Regions from separate parts of the Mus musculus genome. Here region 2 is linked to region 1. Evidence: chromatin contacts called from public promoter capture Hi-C data. All regions are on one chromosome and are shown on one strand. Each heading gives the region's core, a stretch centred on a gene start, on an enhancer-like site or on the middle of the called end of the contact. The rest is flanking DNA. Distances are from core to core; before and after follow the strand shown.

Region 1 (7,116 bases), core at 2,226-4,725:
CCTTATCTCTATAAACACATCACTGGGTCTCAGACTCCAGTTCTCAGGCTTGCACAGTGGGTACTTTTCCTCGGTGAACCATCTCGCCAGTCCTGGGGAAATTGGTGTCCCCTCTTGGGATTCTTAGTCTCTTTAAGAAAATACTTTAGGATGCAAACAGAAGATGAAGGACAATTGTATCAGAAGTTAAAACAAACAAACAAGCAAACAAAAGGACCAGGCAGAGAAGCTGGAAATCTCAGTAGCTTCCCAGAGGGGACTACTGGAGAAGAGAAAAAGAAAAAAACAACCCCATCCCATTCCAGCTAATCTGAGGTTGGAGGTCACACACACACACACACACACACACACACACACAGAACAGCGAGCAGCCACTTGCAGCCAAGATAGAACAAAGGAAAAGTTACATTTTTTCCCCCTAAGATCCTAAAAGAAAAGCACTTGTGGCTGAGTGCAGCCCTGCAAACCTGCAGGGGTGTGGGAGTTCTGGGAAGGGAAGGCACAGCATCTCATTAAAAGGGTAAGTATTCTAACTATCCAGGGGTGAACCTTTCTGCTGGTGGTTCCAGAGCCAGGTCATTGGCCCCCTAGACTGAAAGTATTAGGCGTCCATCTTCCTTAGTCCTTTATGCTTGCTGTGTCGCTGCTCAAGGCTTTACGGCCCCACATCCTTGGCCCAAACTTCAACACAAATGGACTCCTTAAAGACAAATGGGATAATCAAGGCCCAAACCTGCACCTCAGGAAGACGCTGGTTAACGTTCTCAAGGTTATAGTACACGCTCGCTTTTCTTGGCTTTCGAGGCATCTTTTCTGCTAACCTGTAATGGCGGGTGAGGAGAGAACTCTGTCTTAGCCAAGCTATCATTAAATCTCTTTCCCCTGATCTCCTTGACCAGCTCTTTGCAATATAAGGGGCAATGGCCTGACTTCATGAACCTAACTAAGCGCCTTATAGTAGTGGTGTTGCTAGTGTCCGACCAACTACACACTGTTCAGTTTCAGACCCAGGGACAAGGCACTGAGCTGCAAATTTTACACATCAAAGCAAGCTGGCCTCCAGACTCTGCCAGCATCCCTCAGTCCCTACCTGGCATACCCTGCCCCCAACCCTGAACCCTTCAGCCCAGGGCTTGGGCTGCCCTTCCCCCAGAGGCTCTTTCCTATATAATTCAGAGATTTTGGGCTCTCTTTCTCTCTCTCTCCCCCTCCCCTTTCCCCCTCTCCCTTTCTCCCTCCTTCTCTCCCCATGTTAACTCCCTTGGCCTCAGTGAGCTCGCCCTCATAAACTTGCCTTTAGTATAATATAATCTGGCTTGAATTGGCTCAGTCCGCAGGTAGCAGAGACTTAACCTCTCACACACCATCAGAGACATTTGTCTGCTAAGAAATTTCTTCAGTGTCAGGAGGCAAAGGCCAGGAATCAAGAATGCCAGGGCTACGCCAAGAAACGCTCTTGCAGGCTGAGGTTGGAGAGAAGGAGAAGGGAAGGAGGAGGAGAAATCTCGTCACCGTGAAAAGGGGCTTTCTTAGCAACACTCCCTTTTCACGCTACTTACTAGTTGGTTTTCTTAGAAAAGTAATCTGACTTGGGCATGGTGAGACATACCTGTCCCTAGCACTCTGGTGGCCAAAGGAGGAGGCTGTCATGTTCCAGGGCACCCTGGCTACAAGGTAAAAACCCTGTCAACAAAACAAGAAGAAAAAAATGTGTGTGTGCCTCCCCGAATTCAATCCCTAATGCCTCAAGTCCATAAATAACACACAAAACCAAAAGGATATTTTAACGTTGTCCCTTTAAAAGAAAAGCATTCCAAACTGCTCTTCTCTGAGCTAAGCCTGGAATTAAGGCGAAGGGGCTTGGCTCAGGCCTCGAGCCTTGTCACATTCCACAAACACTTGGCCCATCTGCTGTCTGACTGATTTTCAGACCAGAAGTCACATGTGGCTTCAGCTCTTGACAGCTGAAGTTGTCTTCTTGTGGAATTGGAATTTCAGTTTGGGACTGGTTGGGATGAGTTCACACACACACACCCTAAAATCAGGTTCTGTGGGTTAGAGAAAGCTCTCTGAGCCAGGAGGGATAGGCGGACATTTTAGAAACAACACAGGCTTATTTGTTGGAAACTGCCCCCAAATCAGGCTTGTTTCATGTCTAGTACTGCTCATTGCTCGTGTGTGTTTTGGTTCCTACTAAATTTCATCTGCCCGCTAAGTATCCGCTTGTATTGTGTTTAGAACAATGGAATATTTGTGTGCTTCTGTGAGAGCTACACAGCAGGAGACTGGCTGCCCGCAGCTGCCCCAGCCCTCAGACAGCCCTGAGACCAGCCTGGTTAGCCCTCCTGGAGACCCTTCAAAGGCTCCCTTTCACATTCGAGGCTCAGCTAGAACAAATAAGCAGATGTCACCGGCTTATCTTTACGTTTGTAAGTTTAAAAAAAAAAGTTGATAAAATTTTTCATAATATTTGAAAAAAATATTAATATTCACAAATTGTGAATATTCATAATTCTGCCTTGTGTTGGTTGATGGCAGCTACCCCTACAGTGGGCATTAGCAAAGCTTTTAATCTCGGGGTTCGAAGTTCCCAAAATATGTTACCTCATATTTTAAAGAACCTCGATTTAAAAATCATAAGCGCTTTTGGGGACAAGATCTGTTTTGCACTTCATATTTTCCACACATACGTCGAGGCTTTAGACATGCAGCAGATATCCATGGAGTTCATGAGTATTAGCTAGATGCTCTGGCACACGATGGTAATCCCAGCACTCAGGAGGCAGAAGCAGGAGGTTCAGGAGTTCAAAGACAGCTCCCACCCCCACCCCCACCCCCATCCTTGAAGGTCTCAAAAGAAATAAAGCAACTAAGAAAAGCATTAAAGAGACAGCGAATGTGAGCTCATGCCAAGTTTAGGCCACACCATCGGCACAGTACAATAACGCAACATCATTTACTCCAAAAATACCCTAAGTGCTTTCCAGTCATAGATTATCTCATTTAGAAACTCAGGCTGCGGGGCTGGAGAGATGGCTCAGCGGTTGAGAGCACTGACTGCTCTTCCAGAGGACCTGATTTCAAATCCCAGCAACCACATGGTGGCTCACAACCATCTGTAAAGGGACCTGGTGTTTCTGAAGACAGCTACAGTGTACTCATATAAATAAAATATATAAATTAAAAAAAGAAAGAAAGAAACTCAGGCCGCGTCACAGGTGCGGCTGTGAGGGTTAAAGGGGGCTGCACTTGGAAAAGACCAGATGTCACTATCACCCTTTTTTTTTTTTTTTTTGGTTTTTCTGTATAGCCCTGGCTATCACCCTATTTTATATGTGACAAAGCTCACTCACACAAGAAACACCGCTAATCAACAGTCTTCCCGGCTGGCATTCTCCAGTTTTGTTACTGTTGTTTCTGTTTTGTTTTGGACAGAGTCTCCCGGTGTGGGACAGACTGGCTTCTTCAGTCTCCCAAGGGTTTGGGTCACAGCTGTGCATCCCCGTGTCCATCCTCCGGGACTTTCCAGGCTACCAACCACACCCATAGCTCCATTCCTTAACCACCCTCCCTCGAGCCACAGTGACGTGCTTCCTCTGAAAGACCATCCCAGAAGTGAAAGCGCTCAGTACACCAGGTTTGCGATTCGTTCCCTGGGCTACCTCACTTCGTGTTTACAACATCGCCTTTGTGAGTCGGCCACTAATACCTCAGGTGTAAGGAATAAAGGACTGGAGAGTGGGGGTTAACCACCCGGAGGCAGGGGGCTAACGATAAACGGTGAGAACACAGCGCGCCTGCGCTGGGTCTCTGCGCTTACCGTGCTGCTATGGGCCGCCTGCTTCTCTAGTTCCTCTGTGTTGTTAGTAACACTCCAGTCAGCCATAACGCGTGTGCCTGTTTCAACCCGCCCCGTGAATACAAACCCAGTTAGATGTTGGCTTGTGCCATGAAGTCATTTCAAGAGCTGAGTGAAAACAAGGGAAAGGTTCTGATGCTAGCCGCATCAGCTGGGAGGAAGAGGCAGAAACGTTTAAAAGGAGCTCCACAGGGCACAGAGAGGAAAAGGACAGACAAGTCAAACAGAAAATACAGCATGGCGCGGTTCCTGTTTCTAAAAGTCACACAAAACAAATGACACACTTATACACATACATCCGTGAAGACCGAAGGAGAAATGTTGGTAACATTGGCTCTCTGGACCGGGGCCTGGCTTAAAGTGACAGAGTAGTGACATTTTATAAGATAGTTTATTAACATAATGGGTATGTAAGAGAAAGAAGAACTGGGCGGGGGCAGAGACGTTGTCAGAAAATAAAAGATCAGAATAAATAAATCTAATAAACATTTAAAAAAAAGAAAAAGAAAATAAAAGATTACCCCCTTGCTGTAAAGGTTGTGGCAGGAACACACTAGGCTAAAGCCACTGGTCTGTGTCCATAGAGACAGACAGATGTCGGCTTAACCTCTCATCGTGAATTCGATGGTTTTCAATATTTAATATTTCTTACTTCTACCAAAAAGGTTCTCACATTGTGGCTCTCGGAACTGGACCAGCCTGGGCGGGGGAGGGGAGGTATCGGCTGTGTTTCTTTGTGTTGTTGGACTAATTTCCTTATCTACCAAGAGGAGAGGCTAGAAAGAGACAGGCTCCAGAGAGTGGTGTGAGGATTAAATGAGAGAATAAATGGACAATAACTCAGGCCACAGGGACATGTGGGCCCCAGCCCTCCCACTTCACCTGATCTCTAACTTTATCTTTAAGATAATTAAATGTCCCTCTCTGAGAACTTTTGTTGTTCATTACTAATGGCCTACATCAACGCCAAATTAAACGAATAAAGCCTTGGAAATTTGGTATAATAGCTTGACAGACAGGCTTCATGGATTTGAAGCTTTACATTGTGCAAATGTATCTTTCTAAGCATTAATAGTATGGTTCATCTATTAATTTTAAGAAATATATTTTACCGGATTTAAAAAATAATACATCTCTCTTCCCTGAGACATTCAATTTTTTTTTTTTTTTTGAGAAGTCAAATTTTTGATGTGAGAGACCAATCACCCAGATCAGAGAGGCCATTTAAAGTACAAATCAGCCGGGCGTGGTGGCACACGCCAGGGGCAGGCAGATTTCTGAGTTCGAGGCCAGCCTGATCTATAGAGTGAGTTCCAGGACAGCCAGGGCTACACAGAGAAACCCTGTCTCAAAAACCTCAAAAAAACAACAAACCAAAAACCAAAAAAAAAGTACAAATCAAAAACGTAAATAGTTTTGCATCTTACAGCGTGTTTATTTACGACCCCAATAAAACTTAAGACGCTTGTGAAATTTCAGTAATGAAACCCATAAGCCTTGTATAAAGAGGATTTCAAAGATAGAGAAATGCTAGTGTCACTGGTATAACTTAATACAAGAGAAGAAGTGAGAGCCCACTCATAACATTAACAGCAATAAGAGCATGCACACACCCCTATGGTCAACAGCACACACAAAGCCCCTTGGTGATCAGCAGACACACAGCGCCACGTCCAAGGTTACACATGACGTAACCTTCTTCTGTTTCAACCTCACCTGCGGAACAAACCGGAGCTCTCTCAGGCCTTTGTTGGATGTGCGTGAATTTTAAAAAGCGAAGAGACCTGAAGATTTGCGGTGCAGTAGATAAGAATCCAGGGAGAGACGTTTTACACTCTGAGTGAAGGCAAGGTTTGAGCTGAAGGACTGTCCCCAAGCACACGAACCACATCCCCCTGAGGTCCTCCCATCCTTAACCGGGGCTGTCAGCTCAGAGCCGGGCACCCATTGTTCGCTTTCTTCTACTCTAATTAGATTTGGCAGATTGCTCTCTGGCTTGACTGGCTGTTGCCAAGCACACAGAGAAGAGTTGGGGCTGACCTTATCACTGTGCCGCTGGGAGCAGAGCCCCTCGTCCTAGTCAACAGATGACAGAAAAACATACCAGCAGCTTCCAATCTGTTCCTTGCCTTCCTTCGTCTCTGGCTCTTTCTGTAAAAGCTCCTGACAGTCTGAGTTTTCTTATCCTCAATACTGAGAAACTGATCGCCTGGGTAGGCTATGGGAGAATTGTTCAGGGCTACTCTAGATTGTGCATATTAACACTATAACCTTTGTAATGGTGTGACTTTTGTCTGTAACACTGTGACCTTTGGTTTTTTCTGCAAGCTTCAGAAAGAGGGTAGGTAGGTGGGCACACTCTCCCCGCCCCCTTCCTCTTCCCTTTCCCTCCCTTCCCCTTCCCTTCTTTCCTTTCTCCCTTTCTATGTTTCTTCAGGGCCTCCTATATCTCAGGCTCAATGCTGAGGGTCTAACCTAGGGAATGCCAGTCAAGCACTCTTCCTACTGTGATGCCCAGGGTACTCAGTCTAGCCATATAGCCCTGGCTGTCTTGGAACTTGTTATATAGACCAGGCTAGACCTAAATTTGTGGTAATCATCCTGCCTCTGCCTCCAGCAGTCTATTTTTTTTAATTTTAAAATTATATTCATTATGTATTCCTGGAGGAGGGGCACAGGTATGAGAATCAGTGTCCAGACTGACCTCAGGGTATCAGGCTTGTGGCAAGTCCCCTTCCCTGCCGAGCTGGCTCACTAAGATCCACCTGTTTCTGTCCCCTAGAACTGGGAATGTGTAACACCATGCACCATGACCTCACACCCCCCCCCACACACACACACACTCACACTAATGTCACAACGTATTAGTTTAGATGACCTTATTCAGATATATGATCTCATTCAAATATATCTATATGCGATCATCGAATCTCATAGCTTTGCTTGGGAGGGAGGTTAAAAGAGTGGATCTGACAAGCACGGAAGTGTTACTAACAGCCACTAACTCCTGACCCTGAAGGAGAGCCTGCTGATTCTTTGGCACTGCCTTAGCCCCCTTCACTGTCCCTCTCCCCCGTCCTTGATTTAAAAAAAAAAAAAAAAACACATACACACACACAGGAAAATCATTCTTTCCCACAGAAGGAATCTCAGTGGAGGACGGCATTGATTGTAAGAGCTAGTCTCTTGCAGAGGGCATTCCTACAGCAGATGCTGACTCATCAAACAGCAGTAGACTCTTGGGGACAACAGGCTTG
Region 2 (7,116 bases), core at 1,573-4,072, 3.3 Mb before region 1:
CGTACAATGCCCGGAGCGGGGGCGACGGCGCCTCGATACTGTTGATAAGAACGGCTGCTGCCTTCCTCAGAAGCTGGGCCACTGCCCCTGGTCTTTCTTCTACAGCTTCCAACAGCTCAACCCCCATCTGGCATAACTGGAGGCTAGGAGCTACACTGGTCTTCTCTAGGTGATTACGAGCCCTCTCCACTGCTCTGGCAGCCTGGCGGTGGTGGTGGTTCCAGCAGAGCCGACGGCAGTGTTCCAGGGTGATTTCCAAGAGGCAGAGGGCCCTCTGAGGCGAGAGAGGACCGGGAGAGCTACCACCCTCACCTACTAAGACTCTGATCAGGTGCCTAGAAAGCACTTCATACAGGAAGTCGGCATCAGCTTCATCTAGACCTTGTCCTGTAGCATCGTACAGCTGATAGGCGGCAACTAAACGACAGGCGGTTGGAGAAGCAAAGTGAGGGACCTCACAGGGGACACTGCCATCCTCCAAGAGCACCAAGAAGCTCAAGGCATTCAGCCGAGTTGAGAACGCAGCTCGCCGCTCCAACAGTGCCTCTGCTCCCTTCCAAAACAGAGAGAAGCTGCCCCGGGTCACGGCCTCATAGTCCTGAGGGGCAGCCTCTCCAGAGTTCTGAACCAAGCAGGCATGGAGAGGCTGGGCAAGGCGCAGCACAGTGTCTGGGCTTCCCTGAGTGGAACCATTGCGAAGTAGGATGAAGAGAATGCGTTCCAGGTAGAGGGGAGGGCGCTGTGGAGTAGACAACAAATAGCCATCACAGGCCAGCTCTGCCAGGTCCAAAATACTCCTCAGGTGCCCAGGGCAATCGAGCTTGGCAGTCAACTGCTGGGTGCAAGCCCTCAGGATGGTATCGCAAATTTGTCTTCTTTCGGCATCTGTTCGGCTGCTGGGGAAATCAGTCCGGGATCTGGACAGGAACTCCTAGGAGAAAGAATCAAGCCGCGTGAGCAGAAAAGAAAGGGGGGGGGGGGCAGAAACAGGGCCCCACAGGTTCTCATGTATCTCTCTCCAAGTTACGGCAAAACACAAGCCAGGCTTGGTGACACAGGCCTGTGTGAAGGCAAAAAGACAGAAGAAAAGTTCAAGAGCTTCCTGGGCTTGAGCGAATGAGCACTGTCTCAAAATAAAAAAGTGAAAACAGGCCGGGCAGTGGTGGCTCAGGCCTTTAATCCCAGCACTTGAGAGGCAGAGGCAGGTGGATTTCTGAGTTCGAGCGAGGCCAGCCTCATCTACATAGTGACTTACAGGACAGCCAGGGGCTATGTAGAGAGACCCTGTCTCAGAAATCTTTAAACATATATATAATATTTAGATAATATATAGCTTACATATTTCATACTATATATTATATATGCTTGTATATAACATATGAAGACATAGATGATATGTTATTTTTAAAAGTGAAAACAGATATAGAGATATAGCTCCGTGGTGAAATATTTTCCTGAATGCATGAGATCCTGAGTTCAATCCCCAGTATGGAAAAAAAAAATTTTTTTTAATTAAAAATTAGAGGGCTGGTGAGATGACTCAGTGGTTAAGAGCGCCAACTGCTCTTCCAAAGGTCCTGAGTTCAAATCCCAGCAACTACATGGTGGCTTCACAACCATCCCTAACGAAATTTGATGCCCTCTTCTGGAGTGTCTAAAGACAGCTACAGTGTACTTACATATAATAAATAAATGAATAAATAAATAAATAAAATTAGAATGTAAAATTTACTATAAGGAGAATGATAAAACGTAAACAAAAACCGATGTATAACTCTCCCAAACGGAGAACATAAACCAGAGTGTCCTTAGGAGATGATCACATTAGTAGCCCTAGGGGAAAAAAAAATTTTTTTTTTCAAAGACAGGGTTTCTCTGTGTAGCCCTGGCTGTCCTGGAACTCACTCTATAGACCAGGCTGGCTTCGAACTCAGAAATTCACCTGCCTGTGCCTCTCAAGTGCTGGGATTAAAGACATGTGCCACCATTGCCCGGCGGAAAAATAATTTTTTAAATAAAAATAAAAACAATAAATAAAAAGGAAAAGGAAGCCGGGCGTGGTGGCGCAAGCCTTTAATCCCAGCGCTAGGGAGGCAGAGACAGGTGGATTTCTGAGTTCGAGGCCAGCCTGGACTACAAAGTAAGTTCCAGGACAGCCAGAGCTATACAGAGAAACTCTGTCTCGGAAAAAAAGAAAAAAGGAAAAGGAAAAAAACACAGATAATCTCAGAAACTAGGTGTGTCCTGAGCCATAAAGGGTCCCACCTTCAAGTCAGGCAGCAGCTGCTGGGTCTCCTCCTTGCTGCAGAGCAGAGTGGCGAAGTTGACTCCTTTGAAGTTCCTCATGGCAAAAGTCTAGATACAACGAAATGGTTTGTAGAAGCCTGCGAAGGGTTGTAATGGAAATAACTGGAGGAAAGAAGGGATTGAAAGTTGTAGGAGGATTCAAAGGATGAAGCAGGCAAAGAATCCCACCAGAAATCCTATGCGGGGAGAGGCCGATATAAACTGGGCTCCCGTTACAAACTGACAAGTCCACTGTTCCTTCCTCCAGGACGCTCCTTGTCCTCAGTGTCCCACCAGGCCACCGCAGGGGTCTCCACAGGGTCCTGGGCGCCGAGCACACCCTTTCGGGGGCCGCCGAGCCTCCGCAGAAACGCCCCGTTTCTTCCCAGGTCAGCAATGGGAATGTCACTTACCGCGGCTTGAGCGCGCGCTCACCAGACCCTCCGTGCCTTAATTCCCTCGAAGCTGCCGTTCCTCACCGGCCTAGCAGCGTCCTCCAGCCCGAGCTCCACCAAGCACCGGGTGGGCACGCTTCGTTTTCCGCGCCAGCACCTCCTTTCAAATATCCCTAGTGACCAATCAGCGAGAAAGCGTAACGCAGGCCGGCCGCGTGGCGCTCTGGGAGTTGTAGTTTATCTGCCGCGCTGTCTGTCACGTGTTCCTGGAGGGGCGGGTACAACTCTGGACCGGAAAGACTCTGGGACACAGTCTCCTTCTTCAACCTCAGTCAATTACAGTCATTTCGCAGTTGGGTGGTCAATCACTAAGTCTTTCTTGCCTTTATTCCCTGAGCTCAGGCAGGATTTTAAATTTCAAGAGAATTAAAATAAGAAACCCACATGGCTTGCTTTGCGTTACTAGGAAAGAAAAGGTGTAATAGCCTTTGATGTATTTTTTTGTTTTTATTTTTGTTTTTTGAGACTGGTTCTCACTACGTGATCCTAGCTGTCCTGGAACTTGCTAAATAGACCAGGCTGGCCTCTAAGAGAGATCCACCTGCCTAATGCTGGGGTTGAAGGTGTACACCACCACACAGGGTCTTTGGGATTCTTTAAAACTCTGACTTTGTGGAGAGGGACACTGAAAAGGGTGCAGGGACAACCTCCGGGTTCTCCTAGGTTCTCCTCCCTCCCAAGTTTGGATTCCAGCCTACATCTTACATGGGTTGTATAAGAAAGGCTATAGAGTTGAGTGAAGAGTAAAGGGAAGAATTCATTGTGAACGTTCACAGTCTTTTGTTTTGTTTGTTTTTTGAAACAGGGTTCAAAATACTGAGCGTAGGGATTTCTGAGTTCCAGGACAGCCAGGGCTACACAGAGAAGCCCTGTCTCAGGAAAAATCAAAAGAAAGAAAGAAAGAAAGAAAGAAAGAAAGAGAGAGAGAGAGAGAGAGAGAGAGAGAGAGAGAGAGAGAAAGAAAGAAAGAGGGAGGGAGGGAGGGAGGGAGGGAGGAAGGAAGGAAGAAAAAGAAAGGGGGAGACATAGGAAGGGGAGGGAATAAGAGAAAAAACTGACATCTCCCCCACTAGAAAATTTCAGCGTGGGAATGGCAATATTTAATGCAGACACTAACAATGCCGAGCTTTTTTCTCAAGTCAGGGGCATAAGGAAGAAGCAGCCATCCTGGAAATTGACCACCTTTATCTCCTAGCCATGGCCCCTCTCCCTTATCTGCCTGCCTACCAAGTAGTCTAACTCCTGCTCTCTCAGATGCACTATAAAGTCAAGGGTGGTACCAAACATCACCCACCACCAGAGGGTAGGGAATACTTACTAAGGAGGCTGAGGAGCTAAAAAAGCTTAAAGTTCAAAGGCAGCCTGGGTTGTCTAGTGAGACCTCGTCTCAAAATCAAAACAAAACAAAAAATCTTTTTAAAAGCGGGCCTGGGGCTGGAGAGATGGCTCAGAGGTTAAGAGCACTGACTGCTCTTCCAGAGATCCTGAGTTCAATTCCCAGCAACCACATGGTGGCTCACAACCATCTGTAATGGGATCTGATGCTCTCTTCTGGTGTGTCTGAAGACAACTATGGTGTACTCCTACACATAAAAGAAATAAATAAATATTAAAAAAAAAAAAAGCGGGCCTGGAGAGATGGTTCAACAGTAAACAGCAATGGCTGCTCTCCCAGAGGGCCTCTGTTCAATTTCCAGCACCCACATGGTGGCTCACAGCTCTCTAACTCCAGTTCCAGGGATCTGGTCCATTTGGGTAGCAGACACAGACATGGTACCCAGGCATATGTAGAGACAAAAACACCTATAAACATAAGTATAACAAATTAATTTTTAAAACGAACAGTATTTGTTACAAGGTGGGCCTGTTAATTCAAAACTATGATCCTAGATACTGGGGAGCCTGAAGCAAGAGGATCTTGGGTACCAAGAGTGAACTACAGAGGGAGTTCAAGGCTAACACAAGCCATTTAAACCATTTCAAAATAAAAAGTAAGAGGACTAGAGAGATGGGTCAACAGTTAAGAACACTTGTAGCTCTTCCTGAGGATCCAGGTTTGGTTCCCAGCGCCCTCATGGTGGCTCACAACCACCTGTAACTCCAGGGATCATATGTCCTCTTCTGACCCCTTCTGGCACCAGACACATATGGTCATGTATGCACATGGAGACAAATAACTCATAAAAAAATAAATAAACAGGCCTTTAAAAATAAATGAATAAAAATTAAAAGTGTAAAAGAGGGCTGTGGATGTAGCTCAGTGATTAGAGCAGGTGCCCGACATAGACAAGGCCCTAGGTTCTAATAATAAGTGCCACAGTAAATCAATCAATAATGATTATAGACATTTCCAGGATACTCCCTGTAGGATAAAGGACCTAGGAGAAAGGAGGTGAGCCATGAGGACATCAATTGCCTCAGTACTAACTTCCTAAACACCATGCTCACCTGTATGTTCTTTACTGAAAGCTGCGCAAAGTGGAAGTCGGGAATATGGGACCCAACACTTAAGAGATGGAGGGAAGATAATCAGGAGTTCAAGGCCAGCCTGCGGTATGTGAAACCTGGTCTCAAAACAAAGTCAGGTGTGGTGGCGTTAAGCCCAGCCTTTAAGCCCAGCCCTCTGGAGGCAAAGTCAAGTAGATCTCTGTTACTGAGAGGCCTGCCTGGTTTCCATAGCAAATATCAGGTCAGCCAGGACCACCTAGACAAACTTTATCTCAAAAACACAACAACAACAACAAATGTGCCTGATACAACTTGACTCATGTCATTTATTTGTTGGGTATGCATTCATAGGGACATGTGCTGGTACACATGGAGGTCAGAGAACAACTCCCAACTTGAAGATGTCTGTTCTCTCTCAACCATGTGAGTTCTGGGGATTGAACTCAGGTCACCAGTCTTGGTGGCAGGAACCCTTAACTTCTGAGCCATCTCGCCAGCCCTAAGTCATAGAGTTGAATCTTACATCTGAATACTAAATGCATAAAAGAGGCAGCGCAGACGGTGGAAAGAGCTTTGAACTTGAGACTGGGCAATGAAGACAGACTCTAGTCCCAGCTTCATTTGTTCAGTTTCTGTAAAAGGGGTTACAAACTCCCAGCACTCAGGAGGCAGAGGCCAATGGGCTCTCTGAGTTGGAGGCCAGGGTCTACATAATGGGTTCCAGGCTAGCCAGAGCTACATAGAAGTACACTGAGATATTCCTAGCTCAAAAAAAAAAAAAAAAAGAGGATCTGGAGATGGCTCAGTGGTTCAGTGGTCAAGAGCACTGTCTGTTCTTGTAGAGGATCTGGTACCTAGCACCTAGCACCCATGTCTGTTCGTGTAGAGGATCTGGCACCTAGCACCTATGTCTGTTCTTATAGAGGATCTGGCACCTAGTACCTATGTCTGTTCTTGTAGAGGATCTGGCACTTAGCACCTAGCACCCAAGTCTGTTCTTGTAGAGGATCAGGTACCTAGCACCTAGCACCCATACCGCAGCTCAAAACCAACTGTTACTCTACATTGATGTACCTGCTGACCTTCTTGGGCTCGTGAACACATGTTGTATGCATGTATACATTCAGGAACACACATAGACTTAAATATTTTTAAAAGGAGAAGGGGGCATAGGAATATGGGTTGAGTCAAATGTATTAGAAATAATTAGGGATGTATAATATAATTAGGAATTATTAGGAAGAATTAGGGTTACATCCCTTTTGTGTTGTTTTGTTTTGTTGAAACAGGGTTCCTCTGCGTATTCCTGGCTGTCCTAGAACGCGCTCTATAGACCAGGCTGGACACAAACTCAGAGATCCCTTTGTCTCTGCCTCCCAAGTGCTGGGATTAAAGATGTGCCCCACCACCACAATCAGCTAGGGCTACATCCTATAATGAATCCTATGGAAGTAAAGTTTTGTGTGTGTGTGTGTGTGTATAGCATATATGCTATACACACACACACATATATACATACACAGCATATATATATATATACACATATACATTTACACAAATGCATAACTAAATATGAATATATACACATATGTGTATATATATATGTGTGTGTGTATGTATGTGTATATATATACACACACACACATATATATATATATACATGATGTCTTAGGGATAAGACCAATACACAGTGTACTAGCTGGTTTTGTGCATCAACTTGACCCAAACTAAAGTCATCAGAGAAGAAGGAGCCACAGTTGAGGAATGCCTCCATGAGAGCCAGCTATAAGGCATTTTCTCGATTAGTGATCAATGCAGGAGGGACAACAGCCCATAGTGGGTGGTGCCATCCCTGGTCTGGTGGTCCTGGCTTCTATAAGAAAGTACACTGAGCAAACCACCACGTGGAGCAAGCCAGTGAACAGCA

Evidence for each region. Promoter capture Hi-C pulls out the DNA fragments that hold promoters and counts their contacts.
Region 2: a promoter capture Hi-C map of cranial neural crest shows a contact between it and region 1. The contact joins the promoter of Espl1 here to the promoter of 4930578M01Rik in region 1. A contact is called at or near these places in 2 of 39 promoter capture datasets (cranial neural crest and liver).

What each region holds. Positions count from the first base shown.
Region 1 is chr15:98,982,324-98,989,439 of GRCm38.p6, reverse strand. 4930578M01Rik (RIKEN cDNA 4930578M01 gene) reads right to left here and starts at 3,475. Exons shown (of 4, transcript NR_045991.1): 1 at 3,354-3,475; 2 at 1,610-1,683; 3 at 1,295-1,463; 4 at 159-700.
Region 2 is chr15:102,291,999-102,299,114 of GRCm38.p6, reverse strand. Espl1 (extra spindle pole bodies 1, separase) reads right to left here and starts at 2,822. Exons shown (of 31, transcript NM_001014976.2): 1 at 2,700-2,822; 2 at 2,266-2,355; 3 at 1-931. The coding sequence starts at 2,346.